2 separate regions of the Sus scrofa genome follow, and region 2 is linked to region 1. Evidence: chromatin contacts called from public HiChIP or PLAC-seq data. All regions are on one chromosome and are shown on one strand. Each heading gives the region's core, a stretch centred on a gene start, on an enhancer-like site or on the middle of the called end of the contact. The rest is flanking DNA. Distances are from core to core; before and after follow the strand shown.

Region 1 (2,801 bases), core at 38-2,537:
CCCTCTCCATCTTAATAATGGGCCTACACAGCTCAAGAAAATACATTTGCCTAAAGTGGCCCTCATTCATCTCCCTCAAAGACAGCTGTTGCATGAGAAAAACATAATTTTATCGACCATCTCTATCTTGTTTTCTGTTTCTTTCATTTCTGCTCTTTACTATTTCCTTATTTATCCTTTCTTTGACATCATCCTATAGTTCATTTACATTCAGGCTTTCCTATTCTCTCATAGAAACTGCTTTAGCTGTATCTCAAGTCTTTATACGTTAATAAGTTTATCTACTTTCCACTATGTTTTCTCAAGCAGTCCATTAATTAGAAGTGTGGAGTTTTTTAAAATGTTCTGATGTCTGGAGTTCTCATTGTGGCACAGTAGGTTAAGTATCCAGTGTTGTATTTGAGGTGGCTCCAATCGCTGCTGAGGCACAATTTCCATTCCCTGCCTGGTGCAGATCCAGTTAAAGATCTGGTGTTGCCACAGCTGTGGCAAAGGTCACACCTGTGGCTTGGATTTGATCCCTGGCCCGGGAACTTCATTTGCCACCAGTGCAGCCAAAAAAAAAAAAAAAAAAAAAAAAAAATTCTGACATAATGATCAGAAAACTTGATCTGCAACATCTAGAATCAGCAAACTCTTTCCGTAAAGGGCCAGAGTAATTATTTCAGGCTTTGCTAGCCAAATAGCCTCCATTGAAAGTATTCAATTATGCCTTTGTTGCCCCAAAGCAACTAAAGACAATATGTAAATAAATGAAGATGGCCGTCTTCCCACAAAACTTTACTTTGAAAAAAAAAGGCAGCTAAGCAGATTTGGCTGTGGGTCACACTTTCCCAACCTTTGGTCTATATGGCACCAATTCTCACTGTTAAGAAGTGCCCCTACCTAATACATGAACTTTTGTAGTGTTCTATGCGTGCTTAAAAGTTATCATCTTATCCCCAGCCTGCTCCACTTTAACATTTAGGTCTGTCCCATGTAAATATCCTCTTTTGTTAAACTGTCACAATGATTAAGAGACTGGGTTTCTGGAATGAGAGACCTGGTTGCCGCTTGCCATTGAGTGGTTTAGGATAAACTGCTTAACATCTCTAATCCTCAAATTCCTCATCTATGGAGAAAATAATACCACCTACCTCACCGGATTGGCATAAGGCAGACTTCAACCATCAGTAGAAGTACTACTGGAATCATCATGCCATTGAACCACTACTTTGTGAGGCAGGTATCATTAATCCCGTTTTCCAAAGAAATTAAGGCTCAGACACGTTTAGGTAACTTGCCCCAAATCTGACGGCCCAGTGGCAAAGCACTGATTCCCACCCAGAACTTCTATTTCCAAATCCAAGTTTCCACTACTCAGGCTCTGATTAATCCGGTCATACCACCACGTAAGGAATTTACTCTATGCCACTCCCAGGCGAGGCTGCACTTTAAGACACCGGAGAAAGGAGTTGCGAAACTGCACAAGAATTCGTGGTGCAAGGACTAAATTTCGTAGCCAAGTTTAGTCTTCAAGGGGAAAGAGTGAGTTCGGCTAGCGGAGATAACAGTTCTCCAAAGAGACTTCTGAAAACAGGCTGCCAAGGCACCTGGACAAATGCTTTTCTGGTCCTGATCCTCTAAGGAGGTGGTGTCACCCTACGGCGCACTCAGCCTCGATGACCTTGCTGCCCACGGCTGTGCTGCCTTTTTTGGCTCCCTCACTCCACACGCTTGATGTGCCTGAGCCCTAAAAATACCTCCCTGGTTGAACCTCCCTAATAAGCCTTCGGTTTAAAGAAAAGAGGAAAAAAAAGCCTTCATCTCTGAGACACATAAATCACAGCCCTGACCTGCTGTTGACTCAGCGGGTGACGTGCCGCTGAAAGTGGCGACGAACTCAGCCCCTTTCGATGACCTGAACTTTAACTTTTTTCCCCTCCACTCGGTGCCTATCGTATGTCGTGAAGACCGCCAAGCAACCCGAAGACGGTGTTGGACGCTGGAAAAAGTGCCCAGGAATGTCCATTTCTCCCAGCCTAAGCTAAGCCTGGGACTCTCCAAAGCCATATCCTGTGACAATCACAAGGCTTTTCTCCGCCCCGTCGGTGACGGAAAACTCGTGACTCGAACCTCAGCGTCGGGCGGGCGCAGAGAAGCCGGGGGCGGAGCTACAGGTTCGGATCGCGAGGAAGCCCCCGACGGGTGGCGCGTGCGCAGTCTCTCGCCACGGGACCTCCTTCCCGCCGCCGAGACTAGGAAGCGGGACGCCAAATCTGTCCCCGCGCAGCCGCCGCCGCCGGGCGCGGAGCGGGGCGGCCGCCCTCCCCGAGGCGCGCCTGCGCACGTTCCCACGCACGCTCCGGCGTACGGCGGCGGCCAGGGGTCGCGAGCCGGTGGAGGACCCGCGCGCGGAGGAGCCCGGAGAGTCAGCGCTTCTTCCCTCCCTCCCCCATTCCCCTCCCCGCTCCCTCCCCCCCCTCCCCAAGAATGTTCCGCTACGAGGTGAGCTGTTGCGACCGGAAGTGACCCCTCCCTCCCGCCGGCACGCGCCCCCCTCTCTGTTTCTCTCACGCTCAGCGCGTCGGTCCGCGCCCCTCGGGGGGAAAAGGGGGGGCGGAGGGGCCGGCAGGACCGAGCAGAGTGTGTGGGCTCTGGGGTCGCGGGTTTAGTCCAAGGGCTGTGAGCTGGCTTCGTGGGGGCGGGACTGTCCTATCAGTTGCTACTGAGGAGAGTTGACCTCTGTTTGGGGGTGGGGAGGGCCCGTTAAGTGCGGTAACCAACCACCCCCCACCCCACCGTACCCCCGGTGGGGCTCG
Region 2 (3,179 bases), core at 665-3,164, 370 kb after region 1:
AATATTTGATTTCTTTTGTTTTTTAAATGTATATTTATTGCTTATTTTTCTGAGTACAAAAATAACAGTTATCTATCCCTGCATTTTAGTAGATTCTCAATAAAAAATTGTCAAAATGAGTAAAAACACGCTCATTACCGAAAACACAACAAACAAAGAAAAAAAGAAAAAAATTAAATAATTCATAACGCCTACCAACTAGATATAATTGCCATCAATGGGCTGGTCCCCTGATTATGTTTGTACATAGCTGAGGTCATCTTGAATGTATATCACGCTTTTGTCACTTAACATTAAGGCTGAAGAATCTTCTTTGTTATTAAAATCTTTTGAATATATAATTAGGATGTCTGCCGAATATTTTGTCTTATGGATGAGATATAATTTCACTCTTGTTGGCTCTTTTAGCTATTTTCAGTTTTTTGCTACGATAAAAATAAAGAGGAAAACTGTTACCAGCGTCCCCCAAAGACAATGGCCAGGTGTTTAGAGATATAGGAACACTTGAATATAGAATTATCTATATTTACTTTGCTTGCATTCTCATTAAATCAGAATGAGGTCTCATCACAATCTATTAAAAAAAAAAAGCAAAAAGTAAGAAATTGTCAGTAGGTCTCCGAAACAGTAAGAGTTGTCTGATTCTGATGAACTAGCCCTGAAGTAGTTTGAAGGGAAGTATGTGGATATTTCAACAGACTTTTTGGAAATATGCAAGGTATTCAACTCTAATTTTTCTCATTCTAGGATCATTCTACTGAGCTATAAACTTATAGCTAAATGATTTACAAATTAACCAGGACATACTGCATAGAGACTTGCTTCTCTAGCCAAATATAAAACAGATACTGGTTCATTAATTAATCCCCCTTGAGTGCAAATGAATTCCCCAGAGCATGATAACTGAGGCATGAATAGACCCAGAATATGGTATTTCTGGGTTTTCGGAACACCATCATGGTTTTATGAATAATTAGTGATGCTCTGCCTGTGAAGCTGGGAAACTGGCCTCATTATTTCTGCACACACTTGTCAGCTGCATCAGTGATAATGTGCTATAATACAATTCCTTGAAACCTTTTCAGAATGCATACAGGTTGTCTGTGAATTCAAACGTGATCTTTTCAGGCTCAGCACTCCCTCTGGTTCATGGTATGATTTGGGGAACCATGAGGGTGCAATTGAGAGCTTCTGTGAACTCCTATGGATTCCCTGGGTACCACTCAATGTATGAGTTGTCCCAAAGAGTTGACAGAGCCGGGCTTCAGTTAAGCCTGGTTCTCGATCAATGGCCTAGAAACACTGTTCTAAATCGTGCAGTTTCCTACACTGATTTAGCATTAGCACACAAAAGCAAAGTCATGAAATTTTCTTCTCCTAATGATATAACAAATGAGCTGTTGTCTTAGAAAACTTGAGTCATGAAGAGCTACATTCATTTTGATGCACCTATGCTGGTTACACGAACTTAACAATGAAATGAAACAATAAAAGCAATAGGCACCAACTTATTGCCAACCCCTACACACAGGAAAAGGAAACTGGTATTGAAGTCCCAGGAGAGAGGAGGTAGGGAAAATTTGAAATATCAAGAGAGTGAACCAAAAAAAAGCAAAATCCAAGCTTTCTTTCAAAGCCAGAAATCTCACATGGAGTTAAGAGTAAAGCATGGGGTTGTACTTTTTCTAAGTGTCCACTACTGCTGCAGAGTAGCCAGCTTGGGGCTGAAGGAAGTAGGGAACCTCTGGGAAGTTCAGGATTATGGATATGGGGCTGCATTCGCATATGTAGTAGAATACAATGCTCTTCAACACATCGATGGACCTTCGTATTCCAACTCACTCTCATTTCCCCATTTGCGATTAGACTAGCCTAAAGAGGAACCAGTGGCTTTAGAACTGCTGAACTTTTTGTTTCAGCAACGACTTTCTTTCCAAGCAGTTCAGTCTGCACAGAGCTCGCTGGCTGTTGCTGAGGGCTGACGTGACAGGCTGGGGCTGTCTGAGCCATGAACGGCTTCAGGGGTGCCATCCTTATCTGGGCAGTGGCAGTGTGGGCTAAAACGGACACATCTCTGGGAGAGGCAGCTGAGGCTGGATTTCAAAAATGCAAGAATGCCTTAAAACTACCTGTCCTGGAAGTCCTACCAGGAGGTGGCTGGGATAATCTTCGGAATGTGGACATGGGACGGGTGATGGACCTGACGTACACCCACTGCAAGACCACAGAGGATGGACAGTACATTGTCCCTGACGAGATCTTCACCATTCCCCAGAAACAGAGCAACCTGGAGATGAACTCAAAAATCCTTGAGTCCTGGGTCAATTACCAGAGCACCACCTCTTACTCCATCAACATGGAGCTCTCTCTTTTTTCCAAAGTCAATGGCAAGTTCTCACCTGAGTTCCAGAGGATAAAGAGCCTCCAGGTGAAGGATCAAGCTGTGACTACCCAGGTTCAGCTAAGAAACCTGGTCTACACGGTCAAAATCAACCCAGATGCAGAACTAAGCTGGGGGTTTAAAAAGGAGCTCATGGACATCTCTGAACGTCTGGAGAACAACCAGACACGGATGGCCACCTACTTGGCGGAACTCCTGGTCCTCAACTATGGTACCCATGTCATCACCAGTGTGGATGCGGGCGCTACTCTCATTCAGGAGGACCACATCAGATCCTCCTTCCTCCAGGACAGCCAGAGCAGCCACAGTGCTGTGACTTCATCTGCTGGAATCACCTTCCTAAACATCGTGAACTTCAAACTTGAGGAGAGCTACATCTCCCAGAATGACTTCACCAAGAACTACCTCTCCAACCGAACCAACTCCAGGGTGCAAAGCATCGGAGGGCTCCCTTTTTACCCAGGCATCACCCTCCAAGCCTGGCAGCAGGGCATCACCAACCACCTGGTGGCCGTGGACCGTGCTGGCCTGCCTCTGCATTTCTTCATCAACCCCGACAGGCTGCCTGACTTGCCAGGGCCCTTGGTGAAAAAGCTGTCAAAGACGGTGGAGACAGCTGTGAGACGCTATTACACCTTCAACACCTACCCTGGCTGCACAGATCTCAACTCGCCTAACTTCAATTTCCAAGCCAACGTGGATGATGGCTCCTGTGAGGGGAAAATGACCAATTTCTCCTTTGGTGGAGTTTATCAGCAATGCACCCAGCTCTCAGGGA

Evidence for each region. HiChIP or PLAC-seq counts read pairs in DNA pulled down with a chosen protein or histone mark.
Region 2: a contact with region 1 is called in an H3K27ac HiChIP or PLAC-seq map of alveolar macrophages. The contact joins the promoter of MPEG1 here to the promoter of PATL1 in region 1. A contact is called at or near these places in 1 of 47 Hi-C or Micro-C datasets (embryonic fibroblasts) and 1 of 2 datasets of contacts at active chromatin or transcription factors (alveolar macrophages).

What each region holds. Positions count from the first base shown.
Region 1 is chr2:11,825,529-11,828,329 of Sscrofa11.1, forward strand. PATL1 (protein PAT1 homolog 1) reads left to right here and starts at 1,288. Exons shown (of 19, transcript XM_021082992.1): 1 at 1,288-2,487. The coding sequence starts at 2,473.
Region 2 is chr2:12,192,389-12,195,567 of Sscrofa11.1, forward strand. It overlaps MPEG1 (macrophage expressed 1), which reads left to right and starts at 1,915. Exons shown (of 1, transcript NM_001267892.1): 1 at 1,915-3,179. The coding sequence starts at 2,009.